Regions from separate parts of the Mus musculus genome. Here all the other regions are linked to region 2. Evidence: chromatin contacts called from public HiChIP or PLAC-seq data. All regions are on one chromosome and are shown on one strand. Each heading gives the region's core, a stretch centred on a gene start, on an enhancer-like site or on the middle of the called end of the contact. The rest is flanking DNA. Distances are from core to core; before and after follow the strand shown. Region 1 overlaps Casc1 (cancer susceptibility candidate 1). Region 2 holds the start of Etnk1 (ethanolamine kinase 1). Region 3 holds the start of Etfrf1 (electron transfer flavoprotein regulatory factor 1).

Evidence for each region. HiChIP or PLAC-seq counts read pairs in DNA pulled down with a chosen protein or histone mark.
Region 1: a contact with region 2 is called in an H3K4me3 HiChIP or PLAC-seq map of embryonic forebrain, with 6 times the contacts expected there. The contact joins the enhancer-like site here to the promoter of Etnk1 in region 2. A contact is called at or near these places in 1 of 39 promoter capture datasets (cranial neural crest) and 8 of 115 datasets of contacts at active chromatin or transcription factors (embryonic forebrain, embryonic hindbrain, embryonic stem cells and 4 more).
Region 3: a contact with region 2 is called in an H3K27ac HiChIP or PLAC-seq map of differentiating embryonic stem cells, with 10 times the contacts expected there. The contact joins the promoter of Etfrf1 here to the promoter of Etnk1 in region 2. A contact is called at or near these places in 10 of 39 promoter capture datasets (3T3-L1-derived adipocytes, the C10 cell line, the HPC-7 cell line and 6 more), 8 of 115 datasets of contacts at active chromatin or transcription factors (the NIH/3T3 cell line, astrocytes, differentiating embryonic stem cells and 5 more) and 2 of 9 other capture datasets (adipose tissue and liver).

Annotation. Positions count from the first base shown.
Region 1 is chr6:145,186,325-145,189,024 of GRCm38.p6, forward strand. All of the region lies in intron 9 of Casc1 (cancer susceptibility candidate 1), which reads right to left. Gm15543 (predicted gene 15543) reads left to right here. Exons shown (of 2, transcript NR_157240.1): 2 at 1,041-1,306. Among named protein-coding and RNA genes, the nearest start is that of Gm15543, 5.4 kb to the left of the region's middle. Within about 2 kb of position 1,382, at least 129 of the 459 cell types and tissues checked have an H3K27ac peak or open chromatin away from gene starts, as enhancers often do. A contact at or near this core is called in embryonic forebrain, where this site is marked.
Region 2 is chr6:143,165,969-143,168,668 of GRCm38.p6, forward strand. Etnk1 (ethanolamine kinase 1) reads left to right here and starts at 1,262. Exons shown (of 8, transcript NM_029250.2): 1 at 1,262-1,668. The coding sequence starts at 1,513.
Region 3 is chr6:145,209,774-145,212,473 of GRCm38.p6, forward strand. It overlaps Etfrf1 (electron transfer flavoprotein regulatory factor 1), which reads left to right and starts at 1,374. Exons shown (of 3, transcript NM_133688.3): 1 at 1,374-1,479. Casc1 (cancer susceptibility candidate 1) reads right to left here and starts at 1,197. Exons shown (of 16, transcript NM_177222.4): 1 at 1,034-1,197. The coding sequence starts at 1,036.

The sequences.
Region 1 (2,700 bases), core at 132-2,631, 2.0 Mb after region 2:
AGCCCTGCATAAAACAGGGTGATGGTTTTTGTCTGTGATCCCAGCACTCTGGTGGAGGCAGGAGGATCAAAAGTCCAAGGCCATTCTCAGGTACACAGCCATTTGAGGCCAGCTGGGTTACATAAGATGCTGTGTCAAACCCCCTAAATCCAGAGAAACAACAACAAAGCAAACAAACAAAGCCCCCAAGATCATTCAATGGTAGAACCCTGAGGCCACATGGAGTCTTAGGTTCACTCTCTAGGACCAAACAGACACAACCAAAGAAAGGCAACATCAGGCTGAGTTTCTTATAGCAGATTTCACCTGAGAGTTAGACTGTGTGTGTGTGTGTGTGTGTGTGTGTGTGTGTGTGTGTGTGTGTGTGTGTGTGTGTGTGTGTGTGTATGCGTGTGTAGTATGAGCATGTTTGGGCATGTATGCCTCTGTGTGAATGTAATGTGTGTATACACATTCAGGCATGCACATGTGTGCATGCATGCTCTTGAGTGTACATGTGGAATTTTCTTATGCATGCTTGTTCAGTTTTTCTTTTGGAAGGACTGGGGATTTAAGCCAGGGCCTCATCCACACCGGCCAAGCATCTGTCGCTGAGTTACATTTCCAGGCCAGTTCAGTCCCTTAATGAGAGAGACACTTCGAAACTTAACTTTCAATTCAAAGACCCATGTCCATCTATCTGCTTGTTCCTCAGGGTAGTAAAATATTTTTGAAACTACTATTTTAAATGTTCTACTTTGAATAATTTCTCATTAATTATGCCCTACTCAAATTAGCCCTTTCTAAACATGTTGTGCTATAAACAACTTAGAATGTTTATGGTATTTTAAAATATATTAAACATTTAAATATTTTTATTGTTAAATATTTTTTTAAATATTTACAATATTTTTAAAAGCCATTCAAATCAATTAAGAGTCGGTATTAAGAGCCCTCTAGTGGCCAACTTCTTAATAAGCTCATGAAAAAAGAAACCTACACTGTCATTTAATGTCAGAGAATTTTCAATTTACATTACTCTTCACTCTCAACTTGACTAGATCCCACCCTGAACATGGACTTGCGATTCTGTGAGATGATGTCACAACCTAAACAGAAAGAGAAGAGAGAGAGAGCTGAACATGGACGTTCACAGTCTCTGCTGTCTGGCTGCAGAAACCCCGTGTATCGCTACCTCGCGCTCCCGCTGCTCCCGTGATACACTGCATCCCGTCATGCCATGAACCTATACAATCCCTTCTTTCCCTAAGTTGTCTCTGCCTGCTATTTGCCACATCAGTGAAAAATGAAAGTACATAGAAAACGCAGTATTGAGGCGCAGCGATGTCACTGCGAGCAACCTGGCCACGTGATCATAGCTTTGTCACCGCGAGCAACCTGGCCGCATGATCATAGCTGTCACCGAGCATCCTAGCCACGTGATCACAGCTTTGTCACCATGAGCATCCTGGTCGCGCGACCATAGTTTTAGAACTGATTTGGGGCGAATACGGAAACAGCCTAGAGCCATAAGCCACAAGAGCCCTAGAATTCTGTAAGCAAGAGCTCAGTGGCTGTCCGGGTGGAAGTTTGGTAGAAGACAATAATGAGAAATCAGTAGAGTGTATGGCTTTTCAGACAGGGTACAGCATGAGGCTTCAGAGAGGAAGAGGAGGAGGAGGAGGAGGAGGAGGAGGAGGAGGAGGAGGAGGAGGAGGAGGAGGAGGAGGAGGAGGAGGAGGAGCCGTTGTCCTGGGAACTAGGCTAGAAGCTGATGATGTCATATCCTGGCATAGGATTTCCTAAAAGTTTGAATGAGGCTGGATCCAAAAGTACTGAACTACATTGACATTTTAAGACAGAAACAGCCAGGCTGGTTGTGGTCACTGCTCACAGTGCTTAGATTCATAGTGAGGGGGTAGAGGGCTTTAAGTAATGTCCAGTTTGGCGAGGAAAGGGGTGAGTCTAAAGGTACAGGTGAGGAGGGTGGCAGCCCCTCTATGCTAAAACTCTCAGAGCCATTAACGGAAAATTGGGACAAGTGGGGGTGGGGGTAGGGTGCAACAGAGAGCAAGACCCCACCCATCAAAGGCTCTAACTCAGATCCTGCCTGGGCACTTTTGCCTCTGTGGACATCCTGCACATGTCCTCCTTACCATGTCAAGTGCTGTCAGGCTGGAGGTATGACAGCAACAGCACACATGCCTAATATGTTGAGAGGGGGCCTCCTGGAAATGGCCCCTCTCTCATCTCCCCACATTCTCAGTGTAAAGTGTTTCCTATCCCAACTCCCAGCCTGCCTTCACAAGCTCTGGGAAAGCGTATGAGGCTCCTGGCAACTGCCTGCTTCGGGGTTCTGAGATCTATCTGGGTATGCCACAGGATGCTCCGCCAATCATCACACCAACTGGAATCTACCCAGGGCAGCATTCAATGGTAATAGAAAGCAGACAGGCGTGGTTAGCCACATTCTCTAAGGCCATTAAGACTAAGTCAGGATTAAGCGTGGTCCTTCCAAGTTCAGAGAGTAAGTCAAACACCTGCTGGGACAGGTGTGAGACCCTAACACACACAGGTCCTGCCGCTGTTGTTATGAATTCACAGGCTTACGCTTTTAATGTAAAGTATTTCCAGGATCCGGGGATTGCTCAGAGCAGGCAAGAGCACGTGCTGTCCTTCCAGAGGGCCTGAGTTGTTTCTCAGAACCTGAATGAAGCAGCT
Region 2 (2,700 bases), core at 12-2,511:
TACAAAGGTATGTAGCCTCATTCAGAACAATGAGAACATAAATGTGTGCTAATGGGTAATACAACATTTGATCATTCACAAGTTATTCACTTGTACTCAGCCCCGGGGAGGCCAGAAGTCAAGGTGAAAGTCACCTCCATTGTCTCCGTCATAAAAGGAAAGCACAAGGGCGGACCAAAAACTTGTAGATGATCCGGTTGCCAGTATTTCTCTAACAAGCAAAGAGCAGAGCCTTTCTGATACAGGAGGTTTCATGTAGCCGTGCGAGTCCCAGGACGCGCTATGATTTAGCATGACAGATCTAATTTTCTTTCCTTCCAATTCCCTCCGAGTCTCTACCTTATATAACCGGCTTTGAATAATTCTCAGCAACGTCAACTATCTGACCCTTAAAATGAGTGTTTCAGTCGTCTATTATCGGTCGGCTGATGACTAAGTATATCCCGGGCAAACCTGGAACTCACTATGTAGCCCGGCTGGTTTGGAACTCGTGGCAATCCTGCCTTAGGCACCTGAGAACTAGGACAGGTATAGGTCATCACACCACTGTCACCGGTTTACTCTCACTTTACGTAAAGTTTGCCCCAAATACTGTGATTTCTATGTACCGTCAAAGGGAACTGGGTTGCTGAACCAAGCAAGCATGTAGTTCTGTGCACACAGCTTCAGGAACAAGGCGAGCAAATTAATCCAGCTTGGCCGGTTGAGGCCAGGCTAAGCTCACAGCTTAAATTTAGGGTTATTTCAGGACGTGCCTTCTGCGTCCCGTAAGAACGTCAGCCCTAAGTAAGCAGAGCCCACGACCCTAGTGATCTAGAAAGGTGACGCTTCCTTGACTCCTGACAGGGCTGGGTAGCACTCCACAGCTCATCGGTAGAGTTCGAAAGGGCTCGGCAGAGCTCGACAGCGCTCCGGCAGAGCTCGGCAGAATTCGGTAGGGCTCCGGTAGCGCTCGGGCAAGGCTCGTTAGAGCCCCGGTAGGGCTCGGCAAAGCTCGACAGTGCTCCGGCAGGGCTCGGCAGTGTTCGGCAAGGCTCGTAAGCGCTCCGGCTGGGCTCGGCCGCGCTCGGACTCCTTCGGGTGCAGGAGCCCAGCCAACCCCACAGTAGCGGAGTGCCTGGCGGTGCGCGCTCCCCGAGACCCCGATCCCCAAGAGCCCCGAGGCCCGCCCATTGTGCCGCGGGGTTCGCCACCCCGCCAGCCGCCTGACGCAGCCGAGGCTCCGCCCCCGGCGTGACGCTAGCGTCAGGCCAGTCCCGGCATGCTTCGCGGCCGCCCGCGGTCTAGCGCACTGAGGCATCTTCCCGAGAGCGGCCGTGCCTCCGCGTCTCTGCACTGCGCACCCCGTCCGGCCGCCCGGTTGCCCCCGCCGCCCGCCCGTGCGTCCGAGCGGCCGCAGCCCTCCGCCGAGGGCGCCCCGGGACGGAAGGGTCCAGCAGCCTGCCGGCGCCCGCCGCGCTCGTGGTCGCCGTCGCCGTGGTCGTCGTGGTCGTGTCCGCCGTCGCCTGGGCCATGGCCAATTACATCCACGTCCCGCCCGGCTCGCCCGAGGTGCCGAAGCTCGACGTGACGGTGCAGGACCAGGAGGAGCAGCGCTGCCGCGACGGCGCCCTGAGCCTGCTGCGGCACCTGCGGCCGCACTGGGACCCCCGGGAGGTGACCCTGCAGGTGAGGCCGGACGGGCACCGGGTTTCCTTCCCGAAGCCGCCGCGTCAGCGACGTCTGCCCGGCCCCTGAAGAGGCTCCCGGGGATGGCTGCCGCGGCCCTCGTCATGCCTCTCCTCCCAGACCCCGCAGCCCATCCGCCTCCCGCGGTCCTCTCCGCTGCCCTCCCTCCCCTGCGCTTCCCTCCCATCCCTGCCTTATCCAGCCCGAGATCTTCCCACATCCCCATCTCCGAGCCGCGGGAGAACAACTCCTTTCCAAAGCGGAATGACCGGGGACCTGCTGCTGCCCACGCCAGGATGCTAGGGAACGCTATGCCGTGCGTTATAGGAAGGCTTGAATTGGAAGGTTTCTAAATTTGTAAAGTCTTAGAAGAATTAATGCTCAGGGTTGGAGTGAGCAGTGGCCTGGGAATATTTTCGTGAGTCAGTGGCTTTAAAGACAAAAATTCTCAGAAGGATACCCCTACCCCCGAAAAGCTAGGATTAGGAAAAAAAAAAGGCACTTGCAAGTTATGATCCACCATACCCACAATTTATCTGGTGTAATTGGTTATAGTTTTTTCAGTGCACAGCTTGTAGGATTACTAAGGTGAATTTCCTTTTTCCTTGCAAACAAGCCAAATTAGTAAAATTTTAACGGTTTGGGATTGTTTTAGATTTGAGCAGTAATTTGTATTATTCAAGACGTCTGTCATTTTGATGACTCCAATACATTGTTGGGGGTTTATACAGGATTTATTGATTTAAGTTTTTTGCTAAATTTTTTTTTTAGTATAATTAAAACATGAGTAGTGTCTAGGCCCCAGAGCAGTTCCTGACACTTGGGGGCTTTTATGAGTTTTAGTTTCGATTCTTGTTAGAAGTGTTCTGAGCAGCTGAAAGAGACCGACCCATATGTTTTGGGGAAGAAACTTGTTAGACAAAAGACTTTGACATTTAAGGTGTGCCTGTTGGCCAAGTATATAGGAAATAGTTGATTCAAAATGATTTTTATGTATAACTTGGAAGATTATTGCATTTCCTTTAAGGAAGT
Region 3 (2,700 bases), core at 124-2,623, 2.0 Mb after region 2:
ATACTGGAACTGGACAGGCCTCTGGCTCAATATGGCTGGTACAGGTTACAAAGAGGAATCTTGGATACAGACCCTCATGAAGAAAATAAGCATCGTATGAAAAAAATGAGTTTACACTGCTACACACTAAAGAACTATTTAGAAGTAGAAGAGAGATCTGAATAAATCCCTGCCCCCATGCTGACACCCTGACCCCAGATGTTCAGTCTCCAGAATGGTGAGGTAAGCAGTTTCTACTGTTTAAGCAAACATGTTTATGGTACTTTGTTTCCTGGAAGCCCCATGATACAGTTAGGTTTGAAGCTGCAACCTCCTGGAATCTACATTTTAAATATTCCCCCAAATGGCTTGGAAGTCTTTGAGAAACAGTGCTATGTAGATAGGAAAAAGAAATTAAATCCACCTTTCGATGTAGCAAATACGTGCTTGTTCTTGTAATTTGCCAGCAGTCTTAACTTGGCTGATGACCCATTGGGGGTCTTGCCAGGGGAGGCCTTCACTACCCATTTCTTCCCACCACTTACAGAAAATACATACTTATATCTTAAAAGAGACTGAAAAGCACCAATCTTTTCTTCTCTCCTACCCTTAATAGCTTGATTACTCCGCTTTAGATACACCAGCTGTTACCTTGGTAAAGCTTGTGTCTGATATTCTGCTTAACTGACAGAGCCGGAGGGCTGTAATATTCTCCTTTGTGTGTCTCTGGCTTCCAGCCAGCAAACACAAATAATGCACTCTGAATCTCCCCTCAACGAGTGTGATAATTGATGATCTCTTGATGGAGAATGGGAAACAACACACGAAATTTGCTCCATATTGTTCTGCGTTGGAATGAAAACTTTTCTGACAAGGCAGTCAGAGCCAAAGTGGGAATGTACATCACCGGAAGCTAGTAAAGTTTAGTCACTGCAAAGATCTGGATCTCGCCACCTCTGGATCGCACTGCCCCTGTCTGCCTGCCCTCCCTCGACAGCGCTGAAGTGGAATCCGCACTTGCCCCTTTCCTGTCTCCCTCACTTTCCTGGCTTACCATGACAGAAGCAGGAACTTTGCTTAGGGATAAGTGAACTCTGCAGAGCAGGAACGCTCACGGTTGTCAAGACGACAGGCCACGCCCACTCACAACTCCCAGTGTTTTGCGAAGGACAACCTGCGCAATCGCACTGTAGTCTTCCGGTGAGTACTGCCCAAGTCGTAGACTGGTTACACAAGCCACACTTCCCACATAAGGTACGCCCACATCGCGGCTTTTACCTAATCCCGCCCATTTCCGCCTGATGCCCCGCCCCAGCAAAGAAAGCGGCCTCGAGTCCCATACACTGCTGCCTGTAGTCCCGCCCTGAGCCCACCCCCGCCTCTCAGCTCCGCCCACTTCCGGCAGACGGTCGGAGCATTTACGGCCGTGGTGCCGCAAAGCGCTGGAGTGAGGCGGTCTGAGCAAGCTGTCGTCTGGACCCCAGACCTGCTGGTGGTGAAGTATGCCTTAGGCGAGGGCTTCCGGGCGTGGGGAGAGCTGCGTCTCACACTGAAACGCAGGCTGACCTGGAACTCGCGGGCATCCCTCAGCTTCCTCCTGAGAGCTGGGGTTATAGCCGAGGCCCGCCACGGCCAGCCTTGTAAAAAGGTTTCTTCCTCGCTTCTTTTGCGTCTGGACGAGCCCTTCCCGGGGGATCTGGGGAATGGCGCCAGCTCACGACTAGGTGAAGCCATAGGTTCCGGGCGGGTCCCCCAGGGAGTCATCTGGCCACAAAGGCGAGCTCCAAGAGGGTCGCTACCTTGATATTAAAGTAGTACAGATTCTTCACTGATCGTGGGAGTTTAGTTTCTATGCAAAGCATTCGCCCTTCTCAAGAGCTGCTCACACACTAGTTTAACGTGACTTCTAAGAACCAGTAAGCCATTGTTGTCCCAAGGTCACGGAGCGCTGTACTGTTGTGGCAGCCTGCAGAATTTCAGCCCTTCTCCATAAGAAAAGGCACTTGAGACGTAGAGGAATGGAGACAGTTCTTTAACCCAACCCCAGCTTACGGCCCGTCTAACCCAAGATAGAGTACTAATGCTCTGTCCCTTACATAAACTAAATGTTCTGTTCAGTAGGACTGACAGCTAGTTTTTGTGGGTTAAGGTCATTGGTTGCACAACACTTAAGACCTTACTGCCCTCCGAACCTTGGTAATGAGATAAAAACTTAACACCTACTGCATATAAATTCAAATTTGTTTTATCTTAGCTGTTGAGGTATGGAAGGTAGCCTTTGTTTTGAATTATTCAACAAAGCAACTACTAGTGTTTAGTGACAGAAAACCTCAGACTAAACTAGGAAGTGGTGTGGAAGTACAGTAATTAACATGGTGACTCAGGAGAAATGGCCTTACTCAAAATCACTGTGTCATTATCAACTTCTCTCCTAAGAGGAAAACTAATAGTAGAGATGTGTTAGATCCCATGGTTCAAGACTCTGTGCATGCTTTTTTGAGTTTTGATGTCCTCTAGTCCCTGGGCAGGATTTGTGAGTAATAAGAGGGCTGCTTTCTGGCATCTCTTCATCTTGACACGGGTTGTACTAGCCCCTCTCTCCTGTCATGTACCTGTACCATCTAAAGGCGTATGGTCGCACAACCTCTGGTATGGGGAAATCTGACAGGACAGTTTTCCAGTACAGTCTGAAGGAATACTGAGTCTAGTTCACTAGACCAC